2 separate regions of the Mus musculus genome follow, and region 2 is linked to region 1. A link is a contact called in public Hi-C data. All regions are on one chromosome and are shown on one strand. Each heading gives the region's core, a stretch centred on a gene start, on an enhancer-like site or on the middle of the called end of the contact. The rest is flanking DNA. Distances are from core to core; before and after follow the strand shown.

Region 1 (4,888 bases), core at 1,608-4,107:
GTTAGAGTCACCCTAATGCCATACTCCGCCCGCCCAGCTGCTACCCTAACCCTCTTCAGCACCCCCTAAAGCTCTCCTTCCCTTCTTCCAGCTTCTCTTTCCTGTGTAACTTAGCCATTTTGTCTACATGTCCTCTTGGTTCCCAGGTGCTCTCCGTGCTCCCTCTCCTCCTCCCCACCCCCGGGGGCCCAGGTTAGTCTGGACCTCTCTCAGATGTGTTCTCCCTCATAACCACACCTGAGGAACAGTCGCATGCTTTTTTCATTCGTCCGGTGCCCAGACCTGGGAAGTGGCATGTATGGTCCCTTTCCCAGGGACTTGGCCTCTCAGAACCAAGCTGCTGAGGATCTGACTTTCCTAAGGTATTGTGTGGATTGTTTGTTCCTGCTGCTTCCTGTCACCTACCAAATTTGACTCCAAATTCTGGAGCCCACCTCTTCAGCTGCCTCCTCCCTCCACCGGCTCTTCTCACGTACTCTGTGAGTGTCTGTCTGGCTCCTGCAGCCTGCCACACCTCCTGGGCACTCAACTGCATCTTTCAGTCTCTCTGGCTTACTACGCCCTCCTGGGGTGCCTGTCTGGCCTTTTCTGTGGTCTGCTGTGCCCGTGTGGGCATCTCTCTACTAAAGACACTATAACATGCCTTTCCCTCACAGCCTCTCCCTGTCCGTCCAACTCTTCAGTTGTTTTCTTTTCTCCTCCTCTATCAGATAAGTGTCACCTCAGAGCTGCCTGCTTTGTCTGCTGTTACAACAAAAGCCACACTGATGGTCCAGGACACTCCTTTGACCCTACTGGGCCCCATCACATGTTGAGGGACACTTCTTCTCTGTGAGTGGGACAATTCTCTTGGGCAAGACTTAGTCTAGGGGAAGGCCTAGGATTGAAGGTAACTGTCACCATGACACTTACCTCTTCTGCTCCCTTTGTTCTCAGCTCCCTCCGAGAGCTTCATCGCTTTCCACTAGGACCTGTGGCCCCCAGCTTTGCTAAGCTGTTCTGTCTCTTAATTCCCTTCTTGAAGTCCGGTAGCTTCCTTCCATCCTCCTGTGACAGCTGACCAGTGCTGACAGGGAGCCCCTTAGGTCCTACTCATCACTGGAAAGTGTCACACACGCACACACACGCGCGCGCGCGCACACACACAGGGTTTCTCTGTATAGTCCTGGCTATCCTGGCACTAGCTCTGTAGACCAGGCCAGCCTCAAACTGAGTACTGGGTTTAAAGGCGTGTACCACCATTACCTGTTTTTTTCTTTTTCTTTTCTTTTTTTCTTTTCCTTTTCTTTCCTTTTTCCTTTCCTTCCTTTTATTCTTCCTTCCTTCTTCTTCTTTCCCTCCCTCCCTCCCTCCCGGAAGGCCTTACAAGCCTTTTCTGGGCCGTCTCTGTTCTTCTCTTAGCTGTATGCTATCCTCTTTGCCTCCATCAGATCCTGGCCCTGCTAAGTGAGACTTGCCCTGGTGGTACACTTGACAGCCTGGCTTTTTTGCCTGCTTTCTGTCTTCCTGGCAGTGTCCACAGTCCAGTGTCTTAAGTGCTCACTTACACTAAGTCCTAGTAGGGGTGAGTTCCTGTCAAGCAATGGCACCCTGAAGCCTCAGTGCATCCGTGTGACTCTGATATGACAGACGCTTAAGCCTTAGTGTGGGAGAGTCTAAGAAGCATGGGCCCCTGACTGGACCAGGAGGTCTGGCTCTGTAGGGACAGGAGGTTGATTGTTCCGTAGGAGGAGCCTTGGTTTCCAGAGGTCTAGGCTACTCATGTGTGTCCCAGCTGGGGTCTCACCTGGGAACCTGCAGCCCCTCCAGATGGTACAGTTGATACCAGCCTGATCTCAGACAGTCAGCTACTGATGTGGGTCACACGGTGGGATGCTTCTAATCAGTGCCCGCCCTTGACTCAGTAGAAATGTCGCTGCACTTCCTACTTCTGTAGCAGTTGACCTGGCCCTAAACAAGACCTGAGCATGGACTGACAGGTCACTAGATGATTCTGGCATTGCTTACCCACTGGCCTAGTCTCCACTCAGCAGCCTCTGAGCCCCTGAGTCCTCTCACTTCATGGAAGTCATGACAGGTCTCTGTCACCAGTACCATAGACTGAGTCCTTTCCACCCGGGAGCTCCTGTATCCATGCGAACCTCAAGGAATAGAAAGGAGGATGGTGAGGAGGCCAGGAGGTGGTTTGAGGACTGTGAGGCAGGGGGCAGTATGAAAGCTGGCCGGCCAGCTGCCTGGGTCTCAGGGGAAGGCGCTCGCTGCCAGTGCATCTGAGTGGTAGGACACTAGATAATGTCTAAGGCTTTGCTGATGGCAGCCACACAGTCTGGACACTTCTCCCCAGCTGTGGATCTTCAGCTTCTCTCAGTGAGGCAGGAAGTAGGGGGACAGAGCCCTACTGAGTCACCTCAGCCCCGTCTTTCTGCTGTGGCAGTTTGTTTAAAGGAAGGGAGAGTTCTAGAGATGCTTAAACAAGAGTTTGAAATCTCAGACTCTGCATAGCCAAGCTGCCACCTCCAGGTGTCAGCCACATGGTGTCTGGAAGGGTGCAGTCCGGTCACTAGTGGGTCACTAGTGGGGCAGGGTATTACACGGTGGTGGTGGGAGGCAGAGCTCACCTGCCCATATCCTGCTATGCTTGTTAGGGGCCTTCAGGGCCTCTCTGTGTCCCACCGTTCCTCCAGTACCTTACGGACCTTGGCTTATTTCCCGGGCCCTCTTCCTTAGGATCCCAAGCAGGAATCACTAGTCTACGTAGCATGTTCTACAGAGTGCTATGGCACAGCCAGCCCTGTACCTCACAGCCACCTGTAGCTGACACAGGAGGAAGCTAGCTTGCCTCTCCAGATGTTTGTTTTGTTCCCCTGAAATAGCTGTCTCCACCCCCACCCCCCATTGACCTATCCCCTCCTCCAGACATCTGCTGCCTTTTGTCCTCCGAATTTGACACAGGATGGGGGAGGGGAGAGGGACGTATTTGCTGGTGTTTCTGGCAGCCAGGTAAGGTGAGTCAGCTGAGAGTTTTTAACAGAAGGGCTCTGAAGCATACCCCAGATGTTACTGGGCTTGACACAGGCTGTCCCCCTTGTTGCTGCTACAGCACACTCCGTAGCACTGTGTCCCCATCCCTGAAATGGTTCTCAGAATCCTCATCCCTGAAACCTGCTGGGGGAAGGGACAGATGAGACAGCTGCACATCTTGTGGTGTGTCCTTTAAGTGGCAGGTCTTGGGAGTTACACAGGGATTGTGCCAGGGTTGGCTAAGTGGGCAGGCGTATACCCCATGGCCTGTTCCAATTGCCTGGGGTGCTGGCCTTACCAATCCTCTGATGTCATGTCACACACCGACACTTTGCCCTAGTTACTGTCAGGTGTCTGGAGGGACAGATTTTGGCATCTGTATGAATGGGTCTCCAGCCTTGTCTGGTCATAGACCCCTGATCTCCATACCCAGGCTTCAAGCCTCCTTGCGTCTCCACATTTCCCCCTAATATTTGTTCAGGAAGTTTGCTGAGTGGGCCTTTTGCTCTCCTGAGACGCTCTGCTGCTGGCTGGTGCCTCTCACCAGGCCCTGCTGTGCCAAGTTCATTTGCACGCCTTGGCTTAATGCTGTCTGGGAGGTACTGGGGCCTTTTCGCAGCATCCATTTCGTACTAATTACTTATTAAAATGCAGCCGTCATGGATCGGAGCAGCCTCAGGAATCCCGGCAGAGCCCTGGCAGGGGCTGCTGGCAATGACTTTCCAGTTCCTGCTTGGAAGACTTTCCTCCACACCTCTGCTAGTGGAGGAGGTTATAAGCCACCCTTTCAGGGGAACTTGAAGATCAAATATGCTGGGTGTGCATATGTAGAAATGAATATGTGCTCACCACACACACACACACACATATACACACACACAGTCTACCTCTGGGTTTTAACTGGCAATGAGAACATTTCATGGTCCTAGGGATGGAACCCATGGCCTTGTGCATGCTGGGCAGGTGCGCTGGTCCCCACTGCACCGAGCTCTGAGGCTGAAGTTGCTTACTTCTTGGAGTCTGGGTGTGGGATGCTTCTGGTCAGTAGCTGAGATGCTCCAATCAGCACTAGCCTTGTGAAGAGCTGTGTGTGTGGGTCCCCTGGGCTTCTTGGGAAATGGGAAGGGTTGAGCTGAAGGTTTGAGGCTGAGAGGAGCCCAAGCTAAAGATTGATCCCTCTTTTTTAGTGTTGGTGATGAAGGGCAGGGCTCTGCTTGGAGGCAGTGGTGGTGGTGAGTTGGATGCTGGTGCCCCCGAGGGTTCTAACTCTGAGGAGTGCTGAGGGCAGTACGCCAGAGGGATGGAAGCAGAGGGAAAGGCTCCAATGCTAGACGGTAAGGCAGAAGTGCAGTGGGCCATATCAGTATGCTGGAGTGCAGGCAAGTGGCACAGGAAGGAAGCTAGCTTCTTGTGGGCTCAGGCTTCGTGGGTGACCTGGCACCTTCCACAGAGCGGGATTGGGCAGGAGCACCTGCTGGACTGGGGAACTGGCCCACCGGCTCCTAGGTTTTCTGGTGCACTTGGTGCTCTGAATCCTGGAACACTCAGTCATGTCTGAGGCTCGGTATCTATCCCAGCTCAAGGTGAGACATGGGGCCCAGTGCCTTATGTCCCTTCTCATGGACCAGATGGTCTCATACCAGTGTTCATTTGTATGGCGAGTCCTCTGGCAAGCTCTCATGGTTAAGACACAGCCCCTTTGGTAAGAGCAGGCTCATGCTGGAGAGATGGCTCAGTCGTTAAGAGTACCCAAGTGCTCTTTCAGGTTCAATTTGCAGCCACCCACATGACAGCTCGCAACTGTCTGTAACTCTAGTTCCAGAGGATGGGCCTCTTCGTTGTGTTCTCTGCTCTGCTCAGCCTGAGC
Region 2 (4,888 bases), core at 1,126-3,625, 81 kb after region 1:
AGGGTCTTAGCACCTGTTCCAGTTTTCTCTCTCTCTCTCTCTGCCTGTGAGGAAACTCTGACCAAAAGGAGCTGAGGGAAGAGAGGAGTTTACTTTATCCTAACTTGGAGATTACAGTCCCAGCGGGGGGAATCAGTGCAAGACCTCAAGCAGAAACCATGGAGAAAAGCTGCTTGCTAGCTCCTGCTTAGCAGAACAGCCCAGGACCACCAGGCCAGGGGTTGGTGCTACTTATAGCGGGCTGGGTCTTCCTGCATCAATGAATGCCCAGGCCAGCCCCCAGACACAACCACCGGACAGTCTGACCTGAGCAATCCCTCATTAAAACTCCCTTCCCGTGACTCTAGACTAGCAGGTTTCAACCTGTGGGTCTCGACCCCTTTGGGGGTCTCAATTCAGATATCCTGCATCAGAACAGATATTTACATTATGATTCATAGCAGTAGCAAAATTACCATTATGAAGTAGCATAATGGTAATTTTATGGTGGGGGTCAACATGAGGACCCGTATTAAAGGGTCACAGGTTAGGAAGGCTGAGGAGCACGGTAAGTTGACACAGCACACTGGGGTAACAGCCCCTCCACCTTGCCAGAGTGTCCCCACATAAGGTGCCTCCCCTCCCTTCTGTGGAAAGCCTCCCCTGCACCTCTTCTCAGTTCGCAGCTCTGCTTTTGAACATGTGAAGCCAGATCTTGAGCTAAGTTCTTCAAGCCTCCCCTTGCCCCGTGGGGTATACCGGTGCCTTTGTTGGTAGCCAGGAAAGTAGCACATTGGATATGATGGGCCATGTGACTAGATACCACCCAAGGCCCTGAGTACTGCCAGTGGCCTATATCCATCCACCTAGCCCCTGTCACCACTCAGTAGGCCTTGCTTTTGAATCTTCCTGGTGCATCAATGTCCTTGTATAATGAACAGTGCCACTGTCAACTAAAATCCTCTTGGCTGTTCTCTGGTGTGGAGTTTTCCCCAGTGTCTTTGTTATGGTTTCCATTGCTATAAATAAACACCATGACCAAAACAACTCTTATAAAGGACAGCATTTAATTGGGGCTGGCTTATGGGTTCAGAGGTTCAGTTCATTATCATCAAGATGGGAGCATGGCAGTATCCAGACAGACATGGGGCTGGAGGAGCTGAGGGTTCTCCATCTTCATCCAAAGGCAGACAGAAGACTGGCTCCCAGGCAGCTAGGAGGAGTGTCTTAAAGCCCACCCCCACAGTGACAAACTTCCTCCAAGGTTACACCTTCTCCAACAGGCCTCACCTCTAAATAGTACCACTCCCTGGGCCAAGCACATTCAAACCACCACACCCAATGTGGTCAGAATGGTGAGTGGGGAGCCTCTAGCCATGGTTCTGGTGTATGCTGCCCCTTGACCCAGGCTGACCTTACTATGGCCTCCACAGAGCTGTGGGCATGGACTGTGGTCTTGGTCCCAGCCTGCCTTGCCCACTCTGCAATCCCACATTTGTGCAGTCACACATTGTCCTCTGCATGTGCTGTCCAGTGAGCACTGAGCCCTCCCTGTGCAGGGCAGCTTTGGCTTTGGCTGGAAAGTGCCCACATACTGAGTGGCAGCATAAACTTCTTCCTTCCAGAACTACATGGGTCCCTTGCGGCTGGTGCTGAGCCCGGCGGATATGGCTGCTGTCTTCATCAACCTGGAGGTAAGCTTTCTGGCAAGTTCTGCCAGGTATGCAACTGTCTCCTAAGATGAGATCCCTGGGGCTTAGCAGAGCTACATCCCTGATGGTGCTTTGGCTGGCTTATGATTGACAGATGGGAGGATAGCTTCCCACACTGGAGACTGTCCTTTAGGAGGCAGAAGAGGTGATATCTGGTGTGGCCTGAGAGTTTTCCTGTGACTTGCTATGTTAGTTGTCAGCTGTGCACAGACTCACAGCTCTGGAGCAGACTCGAGACCCACAGGGCTATTAGCAAGGTTTCTGTTAAGACAGAAGGAAGTGCGCCCCACAACTGCTGTGCTCTGCAGGTGTCTGACCACTCATGTGCACCAGATGATCGTGTGTGAAGGTTAGCCTGCGAAGGCAGCTGGTTTACAACTCCAGATGTCACATATGAATGGCTGCCCCTCAGAGAAGGCTGCTCGCTTCTGGCTCCTTACCACCTCGGTCAGCTCAAAGACTGAGGTTGGGGTGGGGGGTGTCTTACTCTCCCACACAGGGCTGACCAGAGTGTTCCTTTTGCTGTCTGGGCTCCAAGCAGTACAAATGACTTGGGACAGAAACAAAGCTGAGAGGAGTAGAGGGCGTGGCCAGTGTTCTGACACCGTTCTGTACCTGGGGTGGAACTTGAGGAGGTGACCTAGTAAGGCCTTACTTCCTGCAGCAGTTGAGCGCTGAGTGGCTGCAGGCAGCTCCATTCTTCTGAGTGGCAGAGCAGCCACGAGGTTGCCAGCTGAGAGCAGCTACACTGCTTTCTCCATCTTCTGGCTTCAAGTCTGTCCTGAGGCAGCTGCCATGTGTCCCTAGGGGCCAGTTTGGGTCTGGGCAGCTCACTCCACTTCATGACCATACTGTGCTTCATCTTCTCCATGTGCTGGGCACTGTAACAAGGGTGTCCAGCCTGTGGCTGGGAGGTTGGGAGCATATGGCCCAGGATGGCTTTGAATGCAGCCACTAAGTCTCAAATTTTGCTTAAATCATTTAAGATTTGTTTTGTAGTTGTATATTTTTGTAATTGTGTGATTCTTGAGTGCTGACTCTGTTGATAGCACTGGGCTATAATGTCAAAAAGTTAGATAGTCAGGTGGTGGTGTCCCACACCTTTAATCCTAGTATTTGAATTAAGGCAGAGGAAGGCAGATCTCTGAATTCGAGCCTCAACTCAGACTAGACTCTGGTCTCCAGAGTGAGTTTCAGGACAGCAGGGACTATAAAGAGAAACCCTGCCTCCAAAACAAAACAAAACAAAAAGCTAGACACACCTGCTAGAAGCTTCTGACTGAGTGATAGTAGACTTTACAGGCTTAGGTGAGCACCCTGCAGCACCTCTTGGGTACGCAGGGCCTGGCTGTGCCTGGCTGTGCCTGGCTGTGCCTGGCTGTGCCTGGCTGGGCCTGGCTGGGCACTGACCATACTTTCCCTTTAGGACCTCATCAAGGTGCATCACAGCTTTCTGCGAGCCATCGATGTGTCCATGATGGCTGGTGGCAGTACCCTGGCTAAGGTCTTTCTGGAGTTTAAGGAAAGGTGAGTGACAGCTGCCTGGACTGGAGCCTCAGTTGCCTTCAAGGTTTGAGAGACCTTGTATACCTGGAAACCAGCCCGTGCATGATGCAGAGGCAGGCAGTTCCCAGAGGCTCAGCCTCACATTCTCGGGACTGAGGCAGGGGTCCACTCGTCTCTGGATCCTTGTTCCTCTTTGTAACCAGGGTCACTACCCACTGTTTCTCCATCACAGCTTGGAGGGCTGTGAACCTCCAAGCCTCACTTTGATAGTAGGGACTTGTGGGGTCCCTGCAACTGTCTCTGCCTCTCTGGCTTATTGGGATCCTGGTGGCTAATGCTTGGTCACTAGGCCTAAGACCCAAGGAAACATTACTGCTTATGTGAGTTGACATGTTCTATTCCATCCTTGACACTCTGCAGGCCAAATAGATTAGAGGATCATAGGCAGTTTGGGAAGAGGTGCTTGCTCATTGGTGGGATCAGAGCTTGACGTCCAGCTACAACGGCCATACCTCTGTGCATGTGCCCTAGCTTTAGCCATGCCCTGTAGCTCTACAGCAGGGATTGGAGGGCGTCTGGAGCTGACACAGAGCAGCCGCGGAGACCCGTGTGCTCTGTACCGCAAGAGAGACCCACACCTTCCAGGGCCACAGCCCCAAAGGTTTGAGCTGCCTCTTCTCTGAAGATGGCTCATATGTTGTGTGCCCTGTCAGAGCCTTCCCCCGTGACCCCCAGTCTCATGAAGAGCAGTAGCCAGGTGGAGGTATAGCAAGGAGGGCTTGTCTTTCAGGATGAAACGGTATAGTTTGAGATGCATGAGGTTAGGTATGTGCCTTTGTAACCTTATTTCCAAGTTGTGGGTGTTATTTTGTTTTGTTTTTCTTATTTTTAATTATGTGTTCATGTGGGACATGTGTACTAGAGTGCTGGGTGCCCATGGAGGCCAGAAAAGGGCATCAGATTCTCCTAGAACTGGAGTTGTAAGTGGTAAGCCACCCAACATGGGTGCCAGGAACCTAACAGTCCTCTGCAAGAGCTAGTATTATTTTTAACCCCTGAGCTATCTCTGTAGGCCCAATATATATATTTTTAATAGTATGAAATGTTGGTGGTTAAGATGAAGGCCCGTTACCTCTTACTTCCATTGCTAACTTCCTTGCAACACTCTCAGAATGAATCATTTGTTCAGTATTGAGAACAGTAAAACACTTTTAGAGTGTATGCTTCGAAGCAATCTGTGTGTGGAAAAGCGTGCAGGAAAGTCCCTGCTGCACCAAAGGCTGAAAGTATCAGAAGTTGCAGGGTATGGTTGCAGGGTGTTCCTGAACCTGACATAGCCAAGGGGGCAGGTGGAGCACCTATAGGAGACAGCACAGAATCATGCTGCGCCATGTCTGGACTCCATATGCTAAGCAAACACTCAGCCACAGAGAGAGCTGCATCCATCCCACCCCTCCCTGTAAGCCTGAACTCCTTAATTTCACACTTGTGCTGGGATTGTAGCTGTGCATCTGTCAGGATGGGTAGAGCCAGAGGTCCTTTGGGTCCTGTGGATGAACAAGGAGCTCCGTTAGATCATGCTTGCCAAGCTGGCAATGCACGCACGGTGCCAGGATTCCTGCCTTGCCTGCTGCCTTCTTCCCCTACACCTAGGTTGTAAGTCACCTGGTCCCAAGGCCTAGGTATGTGAG

The links. A called contact is a pair of places that touch in the nucleus more often than the background predicts.
Region 2: a Hi-C map of double positive thymocytes shows a contact between it and region 1, with 1.6 times the contacts expected there. The contact joins two enhancer-like sites. A contact is called at or near these places in 6 of 15 datasets of contacts at CTCF or cohesin (the NIH/3T3 cell line, embryonic stem cells, large pre-B cells and 1 more), 53 of 484 Hi-C or Micro-C datasets (3T3-L1-derived adipocytes, the 63-12 cell line, B cells and 28 more), 12 of 115 datasets of contacts at active chromatin or transcription factors (the HPC-7 cell line, bone marrow-derived dendritic cells, double positive thymocytes and 7 more) and 4 of 9 other capture datasets (adipose tissue, embryonic tail, liver and 1 more).

Annotation. Positions count from the first base shown.
Region 1 is chr2:27,376,095-27,380,982 of GRCm38.p6, reverse strand. The region is part of intron 2 of Vav2 (vav 2 oncogene); the gene reads left to right. Among named protein-coding and RNA genes, the nearest start is that of Vav2, 49 kb to the left of the region's middle. Within about 2 kb of position 2,857, at least 24 of the 459 cell types and tissues checked have an H3K27ac peak or open chromatin away from gene starts, as enhancers often do. A contact at or near this core is called in double positive thymocytes, where this site is marked.
Region 2 is chr2:27,294,453-27,299,340 of GRCm38.p6, reverse strand. It overlaps Vav2 (vav 2 oncogene), which reads left to right. Exons shown (of 28, transcript NM_009500.2): 7 at 1,605-1,673; 8 at 3,118-3,218. Among named protein-coding and RNA genes, the nearest start is that of Sardh, 50 kb to the right of the region's middle. Within about 2 kb of position 2,375, at least 51 of the 459 cell types and tissues checked have an H3K27ac peak or open chromatin away from gene starts, as enhancers often do. A contact at or near this core is called in double positive thymocytes, where this site is marked.